Regions from separate parts of the Hordeum vulgare genome. Here region 1 is linked to region 2. Evidence: chromatin contacts called from public Hi-C data. All regions are on one chromosome and are shown on one strand. The core of a region is the stretch at or near the end of the contact, and the rest is flanking DNA. Distances in the headings are between cores, read along the strand shown. Region 1 holds the start of LOC123444690 (E3 ubiquitin-protein ligase At3g02290-like). Region 2 holds the start of LOC123440402.

Region 1 (7,036 bases), core at 4,465-6,964, 180 kb before region 2:
TATTAGAAAAATAATATCATTCAGAAATTCAACTCGTCTCTTGAGAGCAGATGCTCCTGCCCATCAAATACGTTTCATTCAAATGTCAACCATTTTTTAAAAATCTGGATGTCCTCATTGTCACACCCAAATGCTATCTGCAAATTTTTAGGAGAAAAGATTAAGCATGTTGACGTTTGAGGAAAATAAAATCAAACGTATAATGTTACCTCCAAATGGTATGCTTAATTTTGTTTTTTACCGACAAAGCTCCGCTATCCTTTTTTTGCATGAGAACTGTCAAGCACGCTTGTTAGACTAACATAGACATCCAAAAAGAAATATTTATTTTAAATTTACTGTTAATTCGGGAGCATATGCTTCCTACAGCCAGAACGACCCTCCTCGTCGATGCCAAATAAAACTATACTGTAAGAACTTATTTCTTAATGCACGTGATGATATTGATCTGATATCATTGATGTTGATTTGTGTGAACTTAATTAACAAGTTGGAATTAGGACAAACCTAATATAACATATGATGCGAGAAAATATATTCGAGTGACGTGAGGTGGTTGCGCCTATAGGGAAAGTAGATGCAATGCTACACACACGCAGAGTCGCCACGCCCTCTAGCAAAGCTAGGGTTTCTTTGTCTCCTGCCGACACCGTCAGAGGTTTGCCTATTCTCCGATGGCCCTAGGGCCATGGGACGACGGTAGATCCTGGCACTTTCTCATGGGAGGGCTCCGCTTTAGATGTTTCTTTTCATTTTGTTTGTGAATGTGTCCTGCTTAGGAAGACGAGATGACGTCGGTTCGTTGAAGATAGAATAAGATGCTCCCCGCCTAACCCTTGTTCTGATGGCGTGTCTCTTTAGAGAGCATTTGGAGGGGTGTCTCGGTGTTTGCCTTTGGTGAATCTACTCGGATCTGTTCTTTGTTCGTCTATGTTTATGTGTCTTCAGGTTGGATCCTTTCAATCTACGCATCGCTTCATCGGTGGTGGTTGTTGTTCTGGTGCGCTTGTCCTATGAAGCCTTAGAACGATGAGAAATTAAAAAAATGCACCTTATATTATGGATTTTTATAAAAAACAAATACACCTTATATAGAGAAACGGAGGAAGTATTAATGAATATACATCATGTTGGATATACACTTCCAAATAAGAACAATTATTTGACTCATCTGTTTCTTTTGTCCAGTAACAACGTACGGGCATTCAACTAGTAGATATAGGTTATGTTTGCACCACATGGCATGCTCCAACGCTGCCATGTGGAGTGCGATAGGCACTTCTTGCACCGGGAAGTTTTATTCGGGGTTTTACTTAAGTTTCATCTTTATTTTAGTATTTTGATATTTTTCCTTTGTTTTTTTCCATCTTTATGGTATTTTATTGTTTCTTCATTTTTTGTATTTTTTTGTATGACATAAATGTAAAAAGCACATGGGTATGAACCACAGTTGTGCTTCCGCGTGAAGTACAATTATGCTTCGCAACTGAAAGCACAACTATGGTTTTAGAAAAGGTGAAGCATGAGAATTCAACATAGTTGTAAGCATAATTGTGCTTCTCTGATAGAATGAAGCACCCATGTCGTTCTGCGTGAAGTACAGTTCTGTTTCTGCATGGAAACACAACTATGTTTTCGCCTCAAGTACTTTTTTTTATGGTTCTGGTTTATCTTTTGTTTTTTCTGCTTTTTTCAGTGTCTGCTTTTTGATTTTGATTTTTTTTCAAGTTTCTGTATTTCCAGTCTTCGGTTTATTATTTTCATTGTATTGTTATTTATATTTTGTTATGCTTTTACTGTTTCTGGTTTATTCTGTCTTCGGCTTTTTTTGCGTGAAGAACACATGTGCTACATTTCTGATAAAATTAAGCACCCATGTCGTTCTGCGTGAAGTACAGTTGGGCTTCTGCCTGGAAACACAACTATGTTTTGGCCTCAACTACAATTTTTGTTTTTGTTATGGTTCTGGTTTATCTCTTGTTTTTCTCCTTCTTTGGGTCTCTGCCTTTTTATTTTGATGTATTTTTTTTCAAGTTTCTGTTTTTCCAGTCTTCGGTTTTTTATTTTTATTTTCTCGGTCTTCACTTTTTTTATGCTTTTTCTGTTTGTGGTTTATACTGTCTCCGTTTTTTTCACGTGAAGCACACATGTGCTACAGGTGTGAAAAAAGCACGAATGTGCTTCCCAAAAAATAAGTGAACTACACCTTATTATTGTTTGAAGCACATTTTAGTCAGTTTTGAAGCACGGATTAGTACATTTAGGGGCACAGATTTTCCCAAAAAATGTTCACCGAAACCTATCAACATTGATCTAGTTTTGAAGACCTAGACGCAAGAAACACAACGGTGAAAACGATTTGTAATTTTGACATACGGGTCGAGTGATAAATCATTTTGAAGAAACGAATTTAAGAAGATAGAAAAAAAAGCACAGACATGCAATCTACCATTCTCAAACGCAAGGTGTGAAAACGCACCAAAACTCTAAGGTTGCGATAAGTGGTGTACATGCCCACTCGTTACCACGAGAGGAGGTGGGATTGACCCAAGGGGTATCCCCTAATTAATTAGTGATTTCAAGTCTGAAACCTCAATTTTGTTTCTACTTGATAAATCATGCTGAATTTGCACTTTATAAACTTGTGATAAATCATGTACTACTCATTTCAATAATAACAATACGTTAGGGGTGACCATTCGCTGCGTGATTCAAAAACTACATGGTTCTAGATGGAAACTACTGAAATGATGTCAAAATAGCTATTGGCAAAGAAGTGGATGTAACTTGTGAAGTTTCCAGAGTACCATACTTGAGCATGTCAAGCCAATGCAATCACCCACCGTTCACCAAAGTAAAATCAGTTTGAAACGTCAGGTGTGCGTTGGAAGAACTCATCAAATTCGTGGAGAAAAGAGAAACATGAACTGTCTGCTATGTACACAAACAATCTAGCGACATGATTTCACTGATGCTATGTACACAACCTAAGCGATTCAGTCCTGGGTCTTCAGAATGTGTAAAGAATTGCAGCCAGCATGGTTATTGGTCCTCTTTAAACAACATTACCTACAATGGAGTGGAGCAGTTCAGCAGTTAAAATGTTTGACAAGATTTTTGCCAGACCAGATCAAATACCAATTAATGCTTCCCTTCTCAGGTGAAAATAAAAAGGTTTTAGGTAGAAGTTTAATACCTTGGCACAGACCGCACAAGATTGACTTCTTTCCATCCACTCATAAATGCAACTAAGATGAAAATTATGGTTGCACTGAAGCACTATCTTTGGATTCTCGTAATTATACTCTGTAAATAAGAACAATCAGAAGACAAGAGCAAACAACTGTGCACAAAGTACAAGGATATTACTCCCTCCGTTCCTAAATATAAGTCTTTGAAGAGATTTCACTACGAACTACATACGGATGTATATAGACATATTTTAGAATGTAGATTCATTCATTTTGCTTCGTATATAGTCCGTAGTGGAATCTTTAAAAAGACTTATATTTAGGAACGGAGGGAGTAATTCAGAGTTATGGAATGCTACATTTGTTTTCCTTTACCATTGCCAGAGTAGATGTATTCACGTGGCAGCAATTTGATAAAATGGTACAAACTACTCCCTCCGTCCCATAATATAAGAGCGTTCATACGGAGGGAGTAGCTATCAATGAGAACTGGTTAATTAAGACATATTCATTAACAACAATGATTAAATATGTATATTTTTGCAACTGATACAAGAATGTTTCAGATGCTCTCTTTCTCGTGTACTAGTTTATTTAATCATTGTGGTATCATATTCATTGTGTAGTCCTAAAAACTGTAGTATTTTCAGAATACTTGGAAAATAGTGAGCTATCAAAGAGGGCTTATATGCGAAGAACTGTAAATTGTAAATCCCACTGAGCGAAAAGATAAGATGCTTCAATTCTGAGTTGAAGGAGTTGTAAAACAGGTAATTGTTTTCACTGACCTTCTAGGCATATTGGACAGTCATCCTCACAATCAGAAGGAACACAGACTTGAGCTCCCCCGACTTTTCTACCTCCCAACTCAGCTTTCAGGGACGGTCCAGCAGCCTTCTCATTGGCACAAGTTGATCTAGTATCAGCATCATTGCTTTCTTCAGGTAGATTAGGTTTCTGGGACTGCGTTGAAGCTTTGTCATTTCCTGACACCAGCGGGTGGTGCTCCGTTTGATGTCTGAATTGAGGATCATCGTAAGGCAAAGGCCTAGGAGGGCAGCGGAAGGTGTTCATTGAATCATCCTGCCGTGAACCTGCAGGAGGAACCCTTCCCTGAACAGGCGCAACCCGCGAAGGCGCTCTTGGACGAGCAGGAGCGCCCTGTGGAAAAATAGAACATTTAGATGATATACTAGTGCATAGCAGCTGATTGAAACAGAAGGTCCAGACAGAACATGCAATTATAATGAACAAATGTGACACCATTTAAGTATACCAAACTGTATAATAATACTGTAATAATTTTCGAGCTACATGGACCGGCCATTTGTAGTTCGGTCTTTATAATATCTTACTTATTCAGTACCGAGTTGTCCAGTTCCAACTTCTGAGAATAGCAGCTCTGAACTGACTGTCAAACAAGTCCCAGTGTAATAAAACTGGATAGGCTCCATGCACTCTTTAATTGTGTTGCCACATCAGTTTTCTGTCTATGTGGCACTCTTAGCACATGTACACTATGGAGCACTGGGAAGGGCTCATGGTTTATCTACTAATTTACCGTTGGCGGTAAAAGTTACGCAATTAAATGAACACAATAATGAACATTTGCTATATTGAGGGCATAACTTTGGTATTGATGAACACAATAATGAGCATTTGCTATTCCCTTCGCATCGAACAGATTGCAATCCCCGTACTGCCCGTCACTGCAATGTGATCCTGGGACACGACTAGCGCATGGGAGGATCACGAACACAGAAAATTCACCCACCATCTGCCACTCGGCAACCCAATTTTCAGACATTTCATCAACGCCGTGACTAAATTCGTCACATACTCCTATCTATATCACCGCAAATACACCAAATAAATGCCCAAAAAAGACGGTCAAAACAAACAGATAGGCAGAGGCGTACCGAGTTGCGATGGCTGTTCAAGAAGGGCCATGGCAGGCAGCAGCAGCCAGGCGCGTCGTCAACAGGGCCGCGGAAGCAGCACATGATGGCCCCCATCGGACTGAACTCGTCCCCTGCAAACCAAGCGGAGGAGCCAGAAGCACCGGCCTCCCAGTTTCTCCCTCTCGCTGCCCGGCCACCGCACCAGCACTTGGAAGGGGGCAACGCCGACGGTCGGAAGGAAGAAGCCGATCGGCGGCAACTTATTTATGGAATCGGATCCCGCCGCCGCCTTGAATCCGGGCCGGTTCCTTTACCCCTCGCCGCCGAACCTGCGAAACAACCCAATTTACGCCGCAAACTTAGGCCCTGCGCCGCCGGTGAGAGGATCGATAAAAAACAAGAAACAGAGTCACATCTTCGGTGGCGCCGGTAAATTCTGCCCCCGCTGCCGGTACTCAAGATGGAATCGGGTTTTCCTTTTCTACTGCGAGTTCATGAGGGAGAAAAGGCGGACCTTTGGGGACGGGCGGAGCTGCTAAACCCCCACGCAGATTGACGGCGGTGGGTACAAGTACTAGCGGTAGGTGGTACAGGCAGTGGTAACCGAACTCGGAAGAATCGGGGGGGGGGGGGGGGGGGGGGGCGGATAATTGCGATCGCGGGGTGGGGATTGCGGTTGGAGATGGAGGCGGATTGGAGAGCGAGCGGGGGCGGCTAGGAGATCGGAGCTGGCACGCAAGGCATTGCGATCGGTTTGCTGTTGCGCCGAACGCGCGAGCGGCGGAAAGAGAGAGATGGAATAAAAATCTCCTATTGGTGGGTTTTGTTTACGGGATTAGCGGTGCCGGCTGGTAAGTGGGGGTGGATGCTGACTCTGATTTCCCTGGCGGACCACCGCCGCTGCTTTTTGCAAAGTCCCTGTTTTTTTTTTTTTTTTTTTTTTTTTTTTTTTTATGTCTCGAGGAAGACTCTGCTTTTGAAAGATTTCGGCCCCGTCTAATGGTGTGCTTTTTTACATAGACTTTGATACGGCATATCGTAAGTCTACAGGAAGTTTAATTAAGATGTGTTGTGATGGACATTTTTCACATACTTTTTGTTGCGCGAACTAAGTTGTGGTTGGATGGTTAGGGGACATTGGTATCCTTGATCCATCAAGTTCAAGTTTCGATGCTCGCATTATTCTTGTACTAGCAAAAGAGCCCCGTGCGTTGCAACGGGAGCAAACCATACAACACGTTTAAACTAATAATCATGACTTGACATCTTTATTTAAATTTACTGCATAAATAGAATTTTAAAATTGTTAAATAAGTAAAATAATACCATATTTAGATTGTACGCATCATATAGATTCAAATTACATTACAAATATAAATTTAAAAAATTAAATAGGTAAGATAATACATTATATTTCGATTCAACACATTTTTTGAATGAAAGTTCATATGTAATAATTTAAAATTAGAGTTACAGTTTAAAAGATATAATTTTTTAAAATATTTGTTAATTATAATTGGACCGTGGATTAATTAACAACATGGATCGGCCTCGTTATGAAAAAATAGATTGTACGCTATTGATTAAATTACAGCATAAAAATAATTTTAAAATTGATAAATAGATAAAATAACATTATATTTAGATTGTGCGCATCACTATTGATTAAAATTACATTATAAACATAATTTTCAAAAAATTAAATAGATAAACTAACATTATATTCAGATTCTACATATTTTTCTAATAAAATTTCATATATAATAATGTAAAATGAAGTTACCGTTTAAAAGATATGATTTTTAAAGTATTTTGCACTTGTAATTCAACTATAGATTAATTAATTAAAAACTGTAGTGGTGTTTTTGAAAACATATGGAAAACGATTGGTTTTTTACTCAAGTATGTACTACGGGTTTATTTTATGAAAATCGAAGGAGGTTT
Region 2 (6,591 bases), core at 2,069-4,568:
TGGACCATAATACCTAAGAGAACCAATTGTGGCAGACACCTAGAGTATCTTGACAAGCATGAGGGTGCTCACGTTTGCTTGGATCTCTTGACTGCATGCGTTAGGAATGAAAAAATTGCGCGGAAGCTTTACAAGAGCAATAGCACGATCATGTTAAGAATTCCACCATCATTTTTGAGGCAGTTGCATCACATGATTTTTGAATCTGACACGCTTATTTTGGCATGCTAGGTTTCACAGTGACATTAATATCTTGCAGCGATCACCATTGTTTGCCAGACTGGCTGAAGGAAAAGCTCATCCTTGCCACTATATTGTCAATGGACATGAATGCAACATGAACTACTATTTGGTTAACGGTCTCTATCCTTCGTGGGCTATCTTTGTCAACACTATCTCTAATCCAGTTGACCAGAAAAAGTCTCACTTTCCCCAAAGACAAAAATCATTTAGAAAGGATGTTGAGAGGGCATTTGCACTTCTGCATGCATGTTTTGGACTTGTTCGTGGACCTGCTAAATAGTGAGATCCGGGGATCTTATGTGAGGTGATGACCTGTTGTGTGATCATGCACAACATGATCGTGAAGGATGAGTGTGAGGATGCTGCGACAACTCTTAAATTTGAGAACATGCATGAGTGATTCTATTGAACTTCCCGACCAAAATTCGGCCCCATTTGAAGAATATGTTCAAATGCATCAACACTTCGGATCGAACAATTCACGAATAACTCAAGAAAGATTTGATCGATCATATGTGAATGATTAAGGAAGACAACAATGTTGGAGTGTCATATTTAATTTTTTTTAATTAAAACTGCTACTGCATTTGAATATTTAAGCCATTTTACACTATATATGCGACTATTAAACGTACGGAGTAGGATCAGATGTTAGCAGGTAGTTTTAGATAGCCGGCTTCCGCATCTATGTTCACGGATTGGCCCCTGTCCGTGAACGGATGTGAGAGCAAATTTGTGGATCAGGTCTGCACTAAGTAATAAGTAATGATCAAAAGGGTCAAAATTTCAGCAACCGATCAAGTCGCTGTTCAACGTACAATTTATGGTCGTCGAAGATGGGAGCACAAGAATGTAATACACGCAATCGACCGCTAAATCAAATGCAGTTTTATCCCACGTGATACCGAGGAAAACTCGGTCAACTTGAAGAGTTTCAGACGTAACACTGTCAGTTGTCACGGTATTGACGAATGACATTGTCGTTCTCCACGCACCTGCTTGACCATGCTTCCATATACCATTACTACCGAGAGTCCATAGATCACACGCAAGAAGTTTTCTCCACCCCACAAGAAAACACCAGCACGACGTCGTCGTTATTTGACAAAGTACTTCCATAAGCGATCTCAGAAATCAAGGCGAATCTTGTTTGACATTATTTTTTATAAATGCTTATATAATAACCGTACGACGATTAATTATTTAAAAAGATAATACACAGTACAGTAACTCACACAATCATTAAACAAGGAGTGCATGTAGTTTAATACTTTCTCCGTTCCTAAATATAAGTCTTTTAAGAGATTTCACCAGTGGTCTACATACGAAGCAAAATGAGTGAATCTATATACTAAAGTATGTCTATATACAACCGTATATAGTCCACTAGTGGAATCTTTAAAAAGACTTATATTTAGGAACGGAGGAAATACTTTTCTTAATTAACCAAGTTGTAAATGCCACACGCCTTAATTCTCTTCTATTCTAAATATGCATGTAAACAGAACCGTGTCTTCTAAACCGTGACGGGGAGTAGTGTGCATACGTACGTGGGGCTGTGGAGCATCATCCCAGGTCTTTTCTCTTCTAAAAAATAAAATGAAAACACTTAAAATAAACCGGCTGATTACAGCGTCGCATAAGTCGCCTCAGCACTACGACGCATATCCCACACGGTGTGGCCCCAGCACAAAATTCGATCGAAGCTTTTCTTCCTTCCCAATCCAAATCTCACGGGCGCTGCAATGGCAACCGCCGCCATCTCCCACCTCCGCCGAGGCGCGCAACGCCACGCACTCCTATACCTCTCGCGCTGCCACTTCTCCTCTCCGTCCTCCCTCGCCGATGCCGCCCCGCTCGCAACCGCTGCTCGCGTCAGAGTTGCAATCGAGTTTTGCCGGAGTCATCGACGTTGCGTCGAAGCTCCGTCAAGACTGCAATGGAAGCTTCAATGGAGCGTCAGGATCTGCAATGGAGCGCCGCCTGGCTCGTCGCGTTGCAACGAAGTTTCGTTGAAGCTTGAGTGAAGCATGCCACGGGAGCGTCGTCGGGTCGGTGGAGCTCGTTGCGGCTGCAATGGAGCTTTGCCGGAGCTGCAAACTCCGGTGATGCTTAGGGGACGCTGCAAACTTTGGTGATGCTTAGGAGGGCGCTGCAACTCCGACAATGTTGCTTGAAGCTTGTAGGGAGCACCGTCGGTGTTGCAATGGAATAACACCGGGCCACCCGAAGCATAGCCGACGCTGCATTGAAGCTTTGCTGGAGTTACAATGGAGCTTCGCCGAAAGTAGGCGGTGTTGCACTGAAGCTTTGACGGAGTTACAATGAAGCTTCACCGGAAGTAGGCGATGTTGTACTTGAGCTTTGTCGGAAGCCATCGCTGCTGCATAGGAGCTATGGATGTGGCCGCGTTGTTGTGCAGTGAAGCTTTGACGGTGTTTTCACTGTTGCCGAAGTGTTGCTGCATCTGACGGCCACCTGCAGGCGGATGATTTCTAGTGGTCGCCAAAATAAAAACTCGAGTTTCACCGAGACGAAGCGCTCGTCGGCGTCTTAGTGCGTGCGCGGCACATCGATCGCCGCGGAGGTGAGACGGGACATTCCCTGAACAGAATGCACCAGAACGGCAACCGGGAAAGGAAAAGCGGAGCAGCGTGTATGCAACGACGACACGGGACGGGAGTCGCTGCCCAAGAAGAAGCTTTAACCGGCGGAATTCCTCCGTGGTGGCGGTGGCAGAGACGTGCGCCACCACGCACGAAGCAGCGCCTTTTCTTCCCCTGATAACGCCGTGCACACCACGGGAGCTTTTGGTCCAGAAACGCACATAATAGATAGGCATAGAGCGGCTGGTGGCGTACGGCGCCACTACGACCGGAGCCGGCCGCACGACCAGCGGCCCCGCCGGTGCCACGTACGCCCGCCCGCCCGTCCGGCGGATCGTATAACGCGTGCGGCCGCGGCGTTGACATCTCGACGGTGCGGCACACACAGCACCGGCGTCATCACTTCCCTGTACTACTACTAGTACTAACGGCTTTTGGTAGTAGCGTAATACTTACTGGCGGCGTGAACGAAGCGGGCAGACGCTCGGTTGCCGCCGGTCGACCGAGCCGAGCCAGGCCCCGACCCCACCGATCCGATCGGCAGCGGCAGGTCCCACGCAGGTTCGCTCCCCCACAGTCACAGACCAGATCCCGACGCCCCCACCACACCACACCACACCGCACCGCCCTTCCCTCTTCCCAAACTCGCGCAGGCAAACGCACCGGCACCGCACCAGACCAGACCAGGCCGAAACGGGCGAATTTCACCCGCCGGAGCCATGGCGGAGTGCCGCAGCCTCATCGAGTTCCTGCGCGCCTTCGAGCAGCACCGGAGGGCGGCGGACCCCTCGTCTGCCACCCGATCCAAGCGCGCGCCGTCCCCCTCCAGGCGCCACAGCCTCACCGCGCTCTGCGACCACTCGCCGATGGCCGCGCTGGACGCGCTCCTGCTGCTGGCCGTGCTCGCCGCGCTGGGCTTCCTCGTGGCCCCGCACGCCAGGCTGCTGCTGCTCGAGGCGCGCGCGCTGCTCCACCCGGCGGCCTCCTGCCTCTCGGCCGCGCCGCTCGCGGGGGCCGCCGCCGCCGTCGCCGGGGCCGCGCTCGGATGGGGCCTGCTGGGCCACCACGCGCGCAAGTGCGGCAAGCCGCGCTGCAGGGGCCTCAAGAAGGCCGTCGAGTTCGACATCCAGCTCGAGACGGAGGAGTGCGTGCGCGGCCGCCCCACCCCCGCCGCGCGATCGGCCCTGCTCGCCGCCGCCGGGGCGCCCCGCCCCGTCGATCTCGGCGACGCGCACCGCGAGCTGGAGGCCGAGCTCCGGAAGATGGCGCCGCCCAATGGACGCACCGTGCTCATCTTCCGCGCGCCCTGCGGCTGCCCCAAGGGCCGCATGGAGGTCTGGGGCGCAAAGAAGGTGCGCCGGATCAAGAAGTAGACACACACAAGATGAAGGGTCGGATAATTCCTTCATCATACTAGTAATAAGCAGTAGCTGAAATACAGGTTGCCTCCCTACCTCCTTGGTACTCATAAGTAAGTATAGCGAGAGAGAATAAAGAGCTCATACAAATAGGTATATCAAAATATCAGATGATAGACTATAGATTATGTGTTACCATGCAGAGGATGTTTGGACATAAATATATATATATATCGATGCTTGCTCATTCTCTGTTTTTTCTTCTGAATCCTAGCGCACATACTGCCGTACTTGGTTGCTGTTCTTGGCTGGTGCTTTTTGAATCTCTGTTTGATCTCTCCTGGGTCTACTTTTTGGATAGTATATTCCTTTGATGCTGCTGCTGGGATAAGTTTCTTTGATGCCACTGTCTTTGCATGTTCCTTCTAACAGTAGTTTGCGTTTATTCGCCTGAAATGTTTCCTTACTTGATTCTTGCTGCCTTGGGGTAAAGTTCAACTCCTTCAGGACATGGATGATAGCTGGTCTTTCACTGGATGGACGTGAAGTACTAGTTGAGGTTGAAATCTTCTTTAATCTTCATCCAGTGCGTCCTAATTTTGTATTCCAGTGTAATTTGTTGAATATTATAAGATGACCACTTTGAAATTCGTTTGGCTCCAGTGAGTTCTGCAAATTTATTGCCTAGCTGAAGTTTAAATGAATATGTTCCTCAATATAAGGAATCAAGTTATGGAATTTCTATGCTCAGATGTATCTTTTGTTTCTCGTATTACATGCTTGTGCTATACAGATTGACAAGCTATAGAGGCACAATGCTCGCATACCAGTTTAAAAAATGATTCAGTATGTCATTCAATTGCCTCGCAATGAAGGTAACAAACTGACGTGATTGTTCTTATATAATTATTGGCTGTCTTCTATTTTTTTTATTTTCTTTATTAGTTTGTTTGGCAACCTGTCACTTGTGTCCTGGGTTGTCACTTCCCAACCTAAACATTCTTTTAGTCACTTCAGTTCATCATAATCAGATGAATACCACATTCAGAGCCTAACTTGAAAATTACTGTATCCTCATGGGATATGATACCTGTATGTTGTAATTGTACAATTCTGTATTTCTTCTTCATTATCGTCATATGGTGAATATGCACCCCAGTGTGGTAAGAAGTATAGCGAGAGAGAATAAAGAGATCATACAAATAGTTATATCAAAATATCGGATGATAGACTATTGATTATGTGTTACCATGCAGAGGATGTTTGGACATAAATGTATATTGATACTTTGCTCATCCTCTGTTTTTCATGAGATTCTGAATCCTAGCGCACATACTGCCGTACTTAGTTGCTTTTCTTGCTACGTGTTGTTTGAACGTCTGTTTGATCTCTCGTGGTCTAATTTTTGGATAGTATTTTCCTTTGGTGCTGCTGGGATGATTTTCTTTGATGCCACTGTCTGTTTGCATTTTCCTCCTAACAGTGGTTTGTTCTTATTTGCCTAGATGAAATGTTCCCTTACTTGATTCTTGCTGCCCTGGGGTAAACTTTTAACTCCTTCAGGACATGGATGATAACTGGTCTTTTATTGTGTTGACATGGATGATAACTGGTGTTTTATTGTGTTGACGTGAAGTACTAGTTCAGGTTACATTCTTCTTTGATCTTCATCCAGTGGGTTGGTAGCTTGCAATGCTTTAGATGAACACAACTGGATGTTCCCTGCTGCTATTAGCTTGTTTTAGTCATGATGCTGATGAAAAGATGCATAGAGCCAATTTCATCTTTGACAGTCCACACAAATGCATGCAAAAGCTAGAAAACTCAAGAATTTCTCCATTGTGAGCAGAGGGAGTGCTTCGGCCATAAATGGATGAATTTGATCAAAAAATTCAGAGGGGAAGAATTTGGTCGCATTTGGTCAACAACAAGATCTTACACTAAACAAACACATTCTTACTATCTTGGTAAGATAATCACAACATGCCCTGAGTTTGGTCCATGGATGAACACCTATCATTCTCTATTATGGTATATGTCATGATTTAACACTGCCATCAAGTGCGATCATATGAACAACAACTTGGCAGAAAGTTTTAACAACAAGGTGAAGAAGTTAAAAAAATTGCATATGCATGACATGGTTGACCAAATCAGGATCATGATCATGCGCTTGTGGGATTTGAGAAGAAGGATTGGTGATTGTCTGCAAGGGGACAAGCTTCTTGCAGTGGTACAAGAGGTGGTCAACAGGAGCAAAAATATTACACGTTTATCTGTTGAAAAAACTGCTGCGTGGGGTGCTTAGAGATACCAAAACTGGTAAAAGGCTTGTTGTTAACACTGAAATGCATGATTGCAATTCTTTGGAGTGACAACACATT

Evidence for each region. A called contact is a pair of places that touch in the nucleus more often than the background predicts.
Region 1: a contact with region 2 is called in a Hi-C map of leaf, with 4 times the contacts expected there. The contact joins the promoter of LOC123444690 here to the promoter of LOC123440402 in region 2. A contact is called at or near these places in 3 of 6 Hi-C or Micro-C datasets (leaf and seedling).

The regions. Positions count from the first base shown.
Region 1 is chr3H:524,949,037-524,956,072 of MorexV3_pseudomolecules_assembly, reverse strand. LOC123444690 (E3 ubiquitin-protein ligase At3g02290-like) reads right to left here and starts at 5,714. Exons shown (of 5, transcript XM_045121498.1): 1 at 5,607-5,714; 2 at 5,111-5,421; 3 at 3,980-4,352; 4 at 3,197-3,306; 5 at 2,749-3,069. The coding sequence starts at 5,206. The coding sequence ends at 3,043.
Region 2 is chr3H:524,766,768-524,773,358 of MorexV3_pseudomolecules_assembly, reverse strand. It overlaps LOC123440402, which reads left to right and starts at 3,318. Exons shown (of 1, transcript XM_045116973.1): 1 at 3,318-4,454. The coding sequence starts at 3,569. The coding sequence ends at 4,222.